Regions from separate parts of the Gossypium hirsutum genome. Here region 1 is linked to region 2. A link is a contact called in public Hi-C data. All regions are on one chromosome and are shown on one strand. The core of a region is the stretch at or near the end of the contact, and the rest is flanking DNA. Distances in the headings are between cores, read along the strand shown.

Region 1 (5,715 bases), core at 2,957-5,456, 220 kb before region 2:
ACAAACAATGTTTTAATAGTTCCAATGTTGATTAGTGGGATTAGTTGAATATTTGGTGATATATTTGGTTATAAATGTATTATTTTTTTTATTGAAAAAATGAGCAAAATGAACTAAAAGCCATAAACTCCCTTGCTGTTACATTTGTAAGTAAGTAAAAATATTTGTTGAATCTTGCTCTCTTGTTTTGTTTCTCTGTTTTCTTCCTCTGTTCCTCCTCAACGCCAACAGTTTTCAATGCAAATGTCTAGAGCATTTTGCTTTAGAATGTCCGAAAAATGATAATGATACTCTTGTTATCCATATATGTGCTCCTACAGTTAGAAGTCGGGGAAATTCCCATGGCAATTTAGTAGCGAGGAGTACCTAGGGGAAAGGATCTGAGCGGTTCATATGCTCTGTTGTCCAGGAGATCTGGGGGTCCATTGATTGTTTGGGATTCTGATTGTTTTAACCGTTGACTATAAAGAAGTAAGTGACAATTTTATACTTCTTAAAGGAAGGTGGCTTGTTTCCGATTTTAGTTGATGCATCTTAAACATTTACCTCCATGCTATTTAGAGGAGCAAAACCTTTTATGGAGGAAGGTTTTGGAGTTGAAGGCTCGTCACAATGAGGAATGGTTCATTTTGGGCGATTTTAATGCAATTAGAGATCGAAGTGAACGCATGGGATGCAGGGATAGGATGGAACGATGCGAAGAACTTAATGATATGATAAATAATGGAGAACTGGTTGATCTCCGTTTGGTCGGAAAGAAATTTACATGGTTTGGTTATGATAACAAGAGGAGTAGGCTGGGCCGTTTTCTTCTTTCACCAGGTTGGTTGTTGAAATTTCGAGACATTTGTCAAAGGGGCCTTAAGCATTCTGTCTCTGATCAATGTGCCTGTTCTATTGTTCACTGGGGCTGTGGATTGGGGCCGAGACCCTTTAAACATTTTAAATGTTGGTTAGATGACAAGGAGTGTTTGGAAAGCATCAAGAACCAGTGGATCAAGAATGCTCGCCATAATGATTCTGGGCGTGATTTGTTTCATAAACTGTCTTCTGGCTTGAAGATAAAAAATATGGTGGGGTTGAGGAGAATATTTTACAAGGTTGGGTTGTATTATGCGGGTGTCAAATTGGTAATCTTCCTTTTGTGTACTTGGGGTTGCCGATTGGTGGTAATCCGAGAAAAAATGCCTTTTCGGAACTGATCATTGTGAAGTTTAAAAGTAGATTGTCATTGTGGAAGAAGAAACTTTTATCCTTTGCAGCAAGGTTAACTTTGATTAACTCGGTTTTATCTTCTTTACAGTTATTTTACATGCCAATCCTTAAAATTCCTAAAGGAGTGGTTAATCGAATTGACAAGATACGGAGGAACTTCTTGTGGGCGGTCCTGAATCGAATCGTAAGATGGCTAAGATGGGGTGGAAAAGGGTGTGCAGGCCGAAAGTAAAAGGAGGATTTGGTGTTTCTAATCATGAATTCAAAAATCAAGTTCTTTTATCTAAGTGGTGGTGGGGCTTTGCTAAGGAGCCTAATTCTCTGTGGAGAAAAGTCCTTGTACGGATTTGTTTAAGTGGCGTCCTTCTACTGTTGGGTTGAAGAAGATGTCGGACATTTGGCGTTGTATCGTTGGTGTTGCAAATGAAGACCCGGTTAATAAGTTCTTGGAGCGCGATTGTTTCTGGTGGGGGGTAGTTAATGGTACGGATGTTTTGCTTTGGTACGATGTTTGGTGTAATGATCTACCCTCGAAGAATTTGTTTCTGAGGTTGTTTTGTCCTGCCAATAATAAAATGGCAAAGGTAGTGGATTACTCTGTTAACCAGTCTTTCATACATGATAGGTGAAGGGATTTCTTCTTTCGACCTCTTCTGGATAGAGAAGCGTCTTTGCTGGATGATTTGTGTGATTTAATTAAGTTGATTGTCGTTGATCCGGAAAGGTGTGATCGGATTATTTGGAAAATGGACGTTAGACTTAGAGGTATATTTTCTGTTAAAAGGTTATCTAATCTTATTAATGATAACTCTTAATTTCTTTGATGCTAATCTAAAAACTATTTAGAAATTGAGAATCCCTCCTAAGGTTCAAACATTCCTATAGCTTGGCTATTTGGAAAGACTTCCAACAATGGCTTTTCTCACTGGGAAAGGTGTGCATGTGGAGTTCGAGCAATGACTTTGCCCTTGGTGTCATGAGTGCACGGAGGATTCGGACATATGTTTATTGATTGCAGGCATATGTATATTTCTGGTGTCTTTTTTTTCAATTGGTGGAACCTTTCTTGGGTTGCTTTCCCTTCGTTAAAGGCGTTCATTATTCGAGTTTCGATTCCCATTTTAATGGTCACTCGAGAAGGTTTTGGTGGGTGGCGTGTGCTGCAGCTCTTTGGCCCATTTGGCTTGCCCGCAATGCAGCAATCTTTGAGAAGAAATTTTGTTCCATTGATGCAGTAATCTTTCTCACTGAAGTCAGACCGCTTTTCCGGATTAAAGCTATCAAAGATGATCTTATCTTTTGTTGAAACAGTTTGGTGGATTCACCTTTTGCTTGTGACAGTATTCAGAAAGGAAAATTTACTGCTGATGGAATGTGTTGGTCACCACCTACTGCAGGTTTTTTGAAGTATAACGTTGAAGGTTGTCCTGGCCAGGGGGGTTGTGGGGGGTGCTTAGAAATTATCTCGGTGTTGTCTTGGCTATGTTCTCGGATCCCATTGGCTCTGCAATGCCAATTGTTGCTGAACTTATTGCTATTAAAATGGCACTTTCCCTCTTTATTCAGTCGTCCCGATTGAGAGGTAAGGGCTTGATCATTGAGTCCGATTCAGCTTTTGCGGTTTCTTGGTGTAAGAAGAAAGATGATCGGCCCTGGAAACTTTGGGGTTAATTTGATGAGATTGATTGCTTTGTTTCGAAAATTGGGTGTGTTTACTTTCAACATGTAAACAGGGATCGTAACTCAATGGCTGACTCTGCCAAAGATCGGGTCGATGGGTCTATGTTGTTTAATGCGTGGTGGTAGTATGCATCTTTGTTATCTTATCATGTTGGAACATATTTGGGGTCACCTTGATGTTCCAAGGTTCCAGTTTCGATTATTATATCACCTGGCTTGGGCCATTGGGAAGGGAAGGCAGCTCGTGTTGGTCTATTGACAGCAGCGATGGCGCATGGTTCTACAAGAATCGACAGCGCTGTGATGTTTAAAGCTTGGATTTAGTATATTTTTTATTTTCTGCTTTAGTTTTGGTGATTGTTGTTATGGGTTTTGTAAAGGTTCTCTTTGCTGTTATTAGAGGTTGTTTTCTACCAACTATGTGAGCTTTTTGTTAATCTGACTCCATCAATAAAAGTCTTTGATTTATGCTTAGCAAATAAATAATAAAAATTATAATTTAGTCATTGAACTATTTGAAAGTTTTCATTTAAGTCACCGAGCTATTTAAAAGTTTTTATTTAAGTCACTGGATTATTACATTTTCTTTTTTTTCTTTTTTTAATTTCATTAGTGAATTCCAGCGACGATTTGACGATCAGTACAGTAGATCAATAGTCATCGACGAGTAGAAGAACATACCTTAAATCCAAGTCGATTTGAAGGTCACTGTCGAAGATCCTAGAAAAAAGTTGTTTGAATTTTAATTATCAAATTTACGATGTCTAAAACTGTTTCATGAAAAGAAAATTGGACTATAAAAGAGAAGGGGAAAGAGAACTTTTGATTGATGCAAGCAATGCAAACAGAAAAAGTCATATAACATCGATTTTAACAGTCCAATAACTTAAATAAATTTTTTTTAATAGTTTAATAACCAAATTGTAACTTTTTTTTTAAGTTAAGTAGCCAAAATAAAAATTTACATATATTTTAATGACTAATGGTGTAATTTACCCTTATTTTATTCACAATTATATAATAAAATATACCATATAAAATAACAAAGCATAGAACTATTATAAATGTGTTATAACTTGCGATTGAAATTATTAGATTTTATAACGGGTTAATAAATATTTTATAAGATATATTAAAAATATTATCAAAATTTATATAAATTTATAATATCTTAAATAATATTGTGATTAGAAAATAATAGATATAAATAAGATGGAAGAAGTAGTTTAAAGCACTTATTAGCAATCACCTAATTCATGGTATTACGATGATGGCAATGTTCTCTTTAATGTGTATATATATTTTGGACAATAACGACGTTCATGATTTTGTGAAAGTCAATAACTCATTCGGGTGCACACAAAGCCGATATCCTGTCATCTCCCTCTTTCTGTCTTTTCTGAGTTTCTCCTTTTTATGATCCTCTGTTTTTTCATTACCTCAATGGCCTACCGCTAAAATTCGTGGTCTCCCCCATCATATCGAACCCGAATTCAGTGATCCAACACAATCCAATCATCAACTCTCGAGGTTCAGCACCCAATTTTAGTAACAAAGAGGCACACCTCGTAGCCCTCGCACTTTCCCCATCTCCAACTTATCCTCAACATTCTTCCATTTTCCTCTGCGGAATTGAGTCAACGGTTGAATTGCAAAAAAAAGGTTTACTGATTGGGTATTTGCGAATCTGGGTTTCTTCCGAATTTCCAAAATTTTGATAAGATTGAGCATGAATTGGCTTGAGAGTGGCTCCGCGAGCTAGGGTTTCGAAACTTTTGAATTGAATTTTTTTTTATTACCTGATAAAGTATGTGCGAATCAATGGAGGCTTATAAGACATGGGTTAGGAGGAACAAAGACTACGTACACTCTTTGGAGTCTCTTGCCAATGTAAGCTTTTATCTTCTTCCCCAACCCCCCCCCCAATGTCAACCTTTTTTTCCTTGCTTCGGAAGGTTAATTTTAATAGCTTTTTTATGGTTCTTGGTAAATGACTTATATATATAATGTTAAGGTGCATTGAATTTATCATATATGCTCATACTTCCAAATTTAAGTGCTTTAATCTGTTTTTCTCCAAAGCTTATTTCTTGTTTGATTGATTTAGAGTGGGTGACTTTCTGGGTTTCACTTATGCTGCTATAATTTCTGGCTACTGCCTCTTCCATCTTTCCTTAAAAGTGAAGGAAATCCATTTGCAATTTAAAATGAAATGAAAGAAAATAAAAATGCCTTTTACTTGTTTTTGTTTTTCAGATATTGGATCTGAAAACACATTCAGTTGAACAACAAAAATGGAAAGTTATTATATCCGGAAGAGTGATGATTATCTGTAATTTTAGAGTTTCCAGTTAGCTGCTCCGACTAGATTCTTTTTTATTCTTCACTGTGGATAATATATACCCCAATTCCCAACTTATGTTTTCTTTTTGTATCTATGGACTATGATCTATATAGTTCGGTTATTTGGATTATTTGTGTGCATGCGCGCATGCTTGGGAATGTGGGCAACATTTTGTGAATGATTTTTTACTGTGTTGTGAAAATTGAGTGTTGCTATCTTATGCTGTTATTGAAAATGGTTGTGCAGGGATTGACGTGGCTTCTTCCTGAACGGTTCTCCACTTCAGAGATAGGGCCAGAAGCAGGTTTTGTGAAACTTTGGTAACATTGGCTGTTTCTTTATAGCTTAGAAAGTAGAAACTGATAAGATTTCCCCACCCCCAACCCCTACTTGATTCAAAGTAATCATCTAATTGGTTGCTGTTGAGAAAGAAATGAGTTAACGTTTTAAATGTGGTGTTCAATTACTTCCTTTTA
Region 2 (5,313 bases), core at 2,318-4,817:
AAAACTTCTTCTTTTTTTATCTCTAAGTAATTTTTTAAATGAAAAAAAAAACTAACTTTTTAAGTCAAACACAAATTCTACCTTTTGACTTTTCAAAAGTTTGGTTTAAATTATAAATTTATCTCTGATTTATAATGTTGAAATCTCTTTTTTTTAAATAGACTTTTTATTAAAATGAAAATGGGAGTCGCCACCAATCATTTTAAGATGTGTGATTGGGTCACCTTGTAATTTGATCGTTTTAATAAGAGATTTGATTTATTAGAACAATGTTTTTCAGTCTACAAAATCCAAAAAACAGGTTCGGGAGTCGGTTACGCACAAGGAAGGATTAGCACCCTCGTTACGCCCAAAATTGGTACCTAATTGATTACTTGATGTCTTTAATGTCAAAAATTAAAAATTTGAAGAGATTTTAAAATACGATCCTTTATTAAGACATACTAAATTAATTTTCACGAAAAGGGGCTTATTTTAAGTTTATCGAGAAGAAAGGATCATATCCCGTAAGTTAGGACATAATGCCAAACACGATAAGTAATAATATATAAAAATGGTAAGAGATAATAAATAGATAAACAAATAAATAAAATAATATATGTAATTACTATTCTAATTCTAATATAAATAACCCAAACACGATAAATAATAATAATAATTTGGGGCAACAAAATAAATAAATACTTAAGGAAATGTAAAATATAATTTTTAAATATGTAAAAAAATAAAGAAATAACAAATAAATGAATAAATAAATATAAAGAGAAAAAAAAAGAACAGCATATGTATAAGAATCTATAAAAGGTTGAAATTAAATGATTAAAGAATTGAATTAAAATGAAATTTAGAGTTTAAATTATAATAAAATAAATGCAAAAAAGACTAAATTTAAATGAAATTTAGGGGCCCAAATGATAAAGAAAAAGAATAAAGGACAAAACTGTAACGCGCAAAACAAATCAGGGATCAAATGGAAATTATCCCAAACCTTGGGGACGTGTCATCCCCTAAGTGGGTCCACATTGATCTAGGGACTAAATTGCGAACAATTTAAAATTTCAGGGAAGAAATAAAATAATTAAAAAAGAATGAGACTAAACTGAAAGATGCCACAAAAGCAGAAGGGTTAAAGGTGCAAATAAACCCTCCTTAAAAAAACACGCAGATCCTAGGCCAAATGGTTCGGGTTGGCCAAAACGATGTCGTTTTGGCGCCGGAGGAAACAGGCCAAAACGGCGCCGTTTTGGAGCCTTACTTAAGTCAAAAAAATTTCCAAAAAAAATCATTTCACCCCCATTTCTAAAAAATATTCTGAAACCCTCTCCCCTTTCTCCAAACCACCCTTCGGCCGGCCTTGGCTCCGGCGAGTCACCGCCGTGCCGGCCACCGGTCGTGGGCGACGGTGGCCAAAAAAACCTAAAATGGTTCCTTTTAACCTCTTTTTCATGAGGAGCCCCGTTTTGGGGTTAAAAGCACCGAGATCTCGGCAAAATCGGGCCAAAAGTGAGAAACCCTTCAGTTTCCTCTTCTCTCCGTCAACCGAAGCAGGTAAAAACCTTCCTTTTTTTGTTTTATGTTTTATATTTATATATAATGATTTGAAAAAAATAAATAAATAAAAAGAAAATCAATCACCTTTGAAATCTCGTATTCTGTTGTTTAAAAAATTTCTGATTGCATTTCTTTTTTGTATTTCTTTCTCTGTTTTTTTCAAAAAAAGAACCCTCATTACAATCGGTTTTTACGCTTTTTATAGCCGATTTTACAACATTATTCTTCTATTTTTTTCATTGTTTCTTGCGTGTTTGTTCTTCTTTGCAGGGTGGTTGACGGAGCAGTTGGGGATAGGCGCTAGGAGCGGCGCTGACGTGGGAGGAGCGGCGCACAGGCACTAGATTAGGGTTTTTGTTTCTGAAAAGAAAAATTTAGGCTTTTGGGCCTTTAAGTTTTTTGATTTGGGCTTGTAATTTTGGGCTTTCGATTTGGGATAGTATTGTAACTGGATTGTTAATATTTTGGAATTTTTATTTATTTTTTATGTTTGATTTTTGTCTGGTTTGGGCCCGAGCAAACTTGGGCTCTCACATATATTAATTATAAATTTCAAATATGACTTATATATTGAATAAATTTTACAAACAATTTATTATAATTGTTTAAAAAGTCTTTAAATTTTATATTTCAGTTATTATAGTTTTTTTTATATTTTTACTACAATTTAAATTGAATATTTAATAATACAAAATAATTCAAATATAATATTTTGTCAATAGTAATAATAAAGACACGAAAAAAAAAAGATATTTTGTATTTGGGTCAATTATTCCATTACTTATGAATTGTATGTTATTTTAATATCTAAATATGATTTATATATTGAAATAAAATTTTACAAATAATTTGTTTTTTTTATTTTAATATTACAAATATAAATTATGTCGAAACACAAAATATAGCCAATATAAAAACACAACAAACAAAGAAGAGAAAGCAACTATAAACGCACGTATTGGGATTGAAGATCCACGCATCACAATTAAGAATGGTGGCACTCAAACTTGGATACATAAGGACCCAAGGCCTCACCTTAACCAACAATGCCATAGCCCTCTTAGCATAAATAATTTATCTTAATTGTTTAAAGTTTTCAAAATTGATATTTTATTTAGTGTAATAATATTAACGAATCTAAATATCATTTAAATTAGTTTATTTTTTATTTTACCATTTCATATCTAAAATGAGCATTTTAAATTTCACAAAATTCTTTAACAATAATGCTAAATATTTAAAATCTTAAATCATTGAGTGCCAGAATTACTTTTTAAAAGTAATGCTAAAGTAATCCTTTGGAAATCAATCTCAAAGATACTAAAAGAATAACATTTGATAGACCATGAGAAAGGGGAAAAGATCAAATTTTGGTCCGATAATTGAATGTCGAACTTTGATCCCCTGGAAGATCATTGTCGAGACCTAAGTGGAGTGCACATAGATGATATGGTACACATAGATGGAGGATGGGATTGGAGTGAATTCTAACATCTTTTAGATTGATCAATGGTCCTTTTCATTGCAGGGACATTACATCCTAATCGGCAGGCTCAATGAAACTCATTTCTTTGACAATGGAATGGTAATGGGTTGTTTTCGATGAAAAGTGCTTCAAGATCAACTTGAACCCACCAAATGCAAAATAAAGAACCATTTGGAAGAGCCAATATCCCTAAAGAGTGTGTCATTTTCTTTAGCTAGTGACTAAAAATAAAATGGTGAAAGGTGTCATAAACATTCTATTGAGGGGATTGACCTTTTCGAGAAAATTCTCTAAAATGTTGTCACATAAAACGGAAGCTTAAAAAATGTTTAAATATAAACAATTTACCATTTCACCTATAATTTAATTGTTGATTTTTTATATAAATATAATTTTAATATCATTTTTTTTCTTCCACCTGGTGTGATAATATCTAATATTAATAAAAATGATTTTGAAAATAGTTTAGTTGGTTGAAGCAGGCCCGCAACCATTGAACCAAGTTTTGGGTTAGAAAGTTGAGATATTGAAAATACAAGCGGCTAAGCCCAACTCCAACCAAAACCAAAAAAATTCCCAAAAGTGTCGTCTCAAGCTCTAAGCCTCTCACCAGTCAGGCAGTCACCGGCAAGCACCAACAAGGCACCGTCGACCACCGGCCCTTAAAATTCTCATTTGACTGGTTGGTTTCGTTACTTGTAAACCCATTCTTGATGTTTTAGGATTCTATTTCTGGTTGATTTTTAGTTATAGATGTTACTATGTCAGCCCTTAGTCTCCTTTGACAGCATTGAATTTGAAGGAAACAAACAATGAGCTAATGAGGAAACATGGAATCTCTTACAACTTCCAAACGTCACTCACTTCCATTCTAATATATTTCATTTATTTTCTAATAAAGAAAGAAAAACAAGAAATGGAAAGAGTTTGAAGTTTAGACCAAAACACAGAGAGAGAGTCTGTCATGTCCGAATGTAATAAAATAATAATAATAACTTTTCTTTTTCTTTGTCTCTCCAAATTTACTTAGCTAGAAGAACATAGATGTTCGAACCATGAAAAATGTTTATAATGTTTTGATTTTGATGCTTATTGTTAATGTTTATGAACTGAATTGTTAATTTTAAAATTTTATAGGTATATTGAAAAATGGCTTGTAGTGAAAACAATGAGTTTATGGGGGATAGTGAGAAGGTTTCTGTTTGTTTGATCTTGTCTTTAAATGTTGATTGTTTTGGTTTTCTAGGGATAGCTCATGTTGAACTAGCTCAAAGGTAAAATTATACTGGCTGGAGTTAAACATTTATATTGATATTCCAACTGATATTGATTGTGAACTAGAGATAGAAATTGTTAGACTTAGTTAATTTAGCTTTATCGTTTTAGCTCAAGTGATAAATTCTGCTCTATGATGATGACTGTAAGGAGGATTTTAGAGCCATTGACATCTGATATCATTCCAGTTAATGCCATTTATACTTGTCAAGCTATTTAAGTACAATGCATGCATGAACAAAACACATTCAGCATTCTTATAAATGGAAATAGGCGATTCATGTTTAATGCAAGATTGGTAAGTGGTTGATGAAGGTTTTGGTTTTGCTTCCATTTGCTTGGGGAATTTTCTAATTTCATAGAGCAACTAGGTTACAAAAGCTCATTTGAATGCTGGTGGTTAATTTGCAGTTTTGAAAGCTTACAAAGGACTGCCTTGAAATGATAATATATTTCAATCTTGTGAAAAATAAAGTGACAATGCTCCATCGAGGTCTATTCCATCATTATATAGTCAAAGAAGTGAAGCAGAACTAGAAAATCAAGTTGTCTGGAATTGTTATTGAAATTTTAATTTGCTTGGAATTTTTATGTTTAAATTGTTAGTAATATTTAAATTTTTGTGAAATTATTATGTTTAGTTTGTTTGAATTATTATTTAGCTTTTTTTGTTAATTTATTTTACATTTATTTATTTTAGTTATGAATAAAATTTATTTAAAATTATTTTTTATTTGATTTTATATTATTTTTAAAATTTTAGTTTTAGTGGATTTGGATTTGGGTTATGTTGGATTCAGATATCCGACATAAGGTTGAAAATGTTAAATTCAGATTTTTTGCGGATTCAGATATTTGGCGGATAATGTATTTAATTCTGATTCGAAATTGGATAGTAAAATTTGGATAATTTGTGGATTCGGATAATCCATAAATTGCAGATATCCAACCCGCTGCCATCCCCAACTGGGATCAGTTTTAAGTTTCTCAATTTTTTTTCG

The links. A called contact is a pair of places that touch in the nucleus more often than the background predicts.
Region 1: a Hi-C map of leaf shows a contact between it and region 2, with 2.0 times the contacts expected there. The contact joins the promoter of LOC107954590 here to the promoter of LOC107951648 in region 2. A contact is called at or near these places in 6 of 34 Hi-C or Micro-C datasets (hypocotyl, leaf and petal).

What each region holds. Positions count from the first base shown.
Region 1 is chrD07:25,428,882-25,434,596 of Gossypium_hirsutum_v2.1, reverse strand. It overlaps LOC107954590 (peroxisome biogenesis protein 16), which reads left to right and starts at 4,206. Exons shown (of 8, transcript XM_016890190.2): 1 at 4,206-4,785; 2 at 5,486-5,543. The coding sequence starts at 4,705.
Region 2 is chrD07:25,210,947-25,216,259 of Gossypium_hirsutum_v2.1, reverse strand. It overlaps LOC107951648 (protein-lysine N-methyltransferase EFM1), which reads left to right and starts at 3,567. Exons shown (of 17, transcript XM_016886772.2): 1 at 3,567-3,719.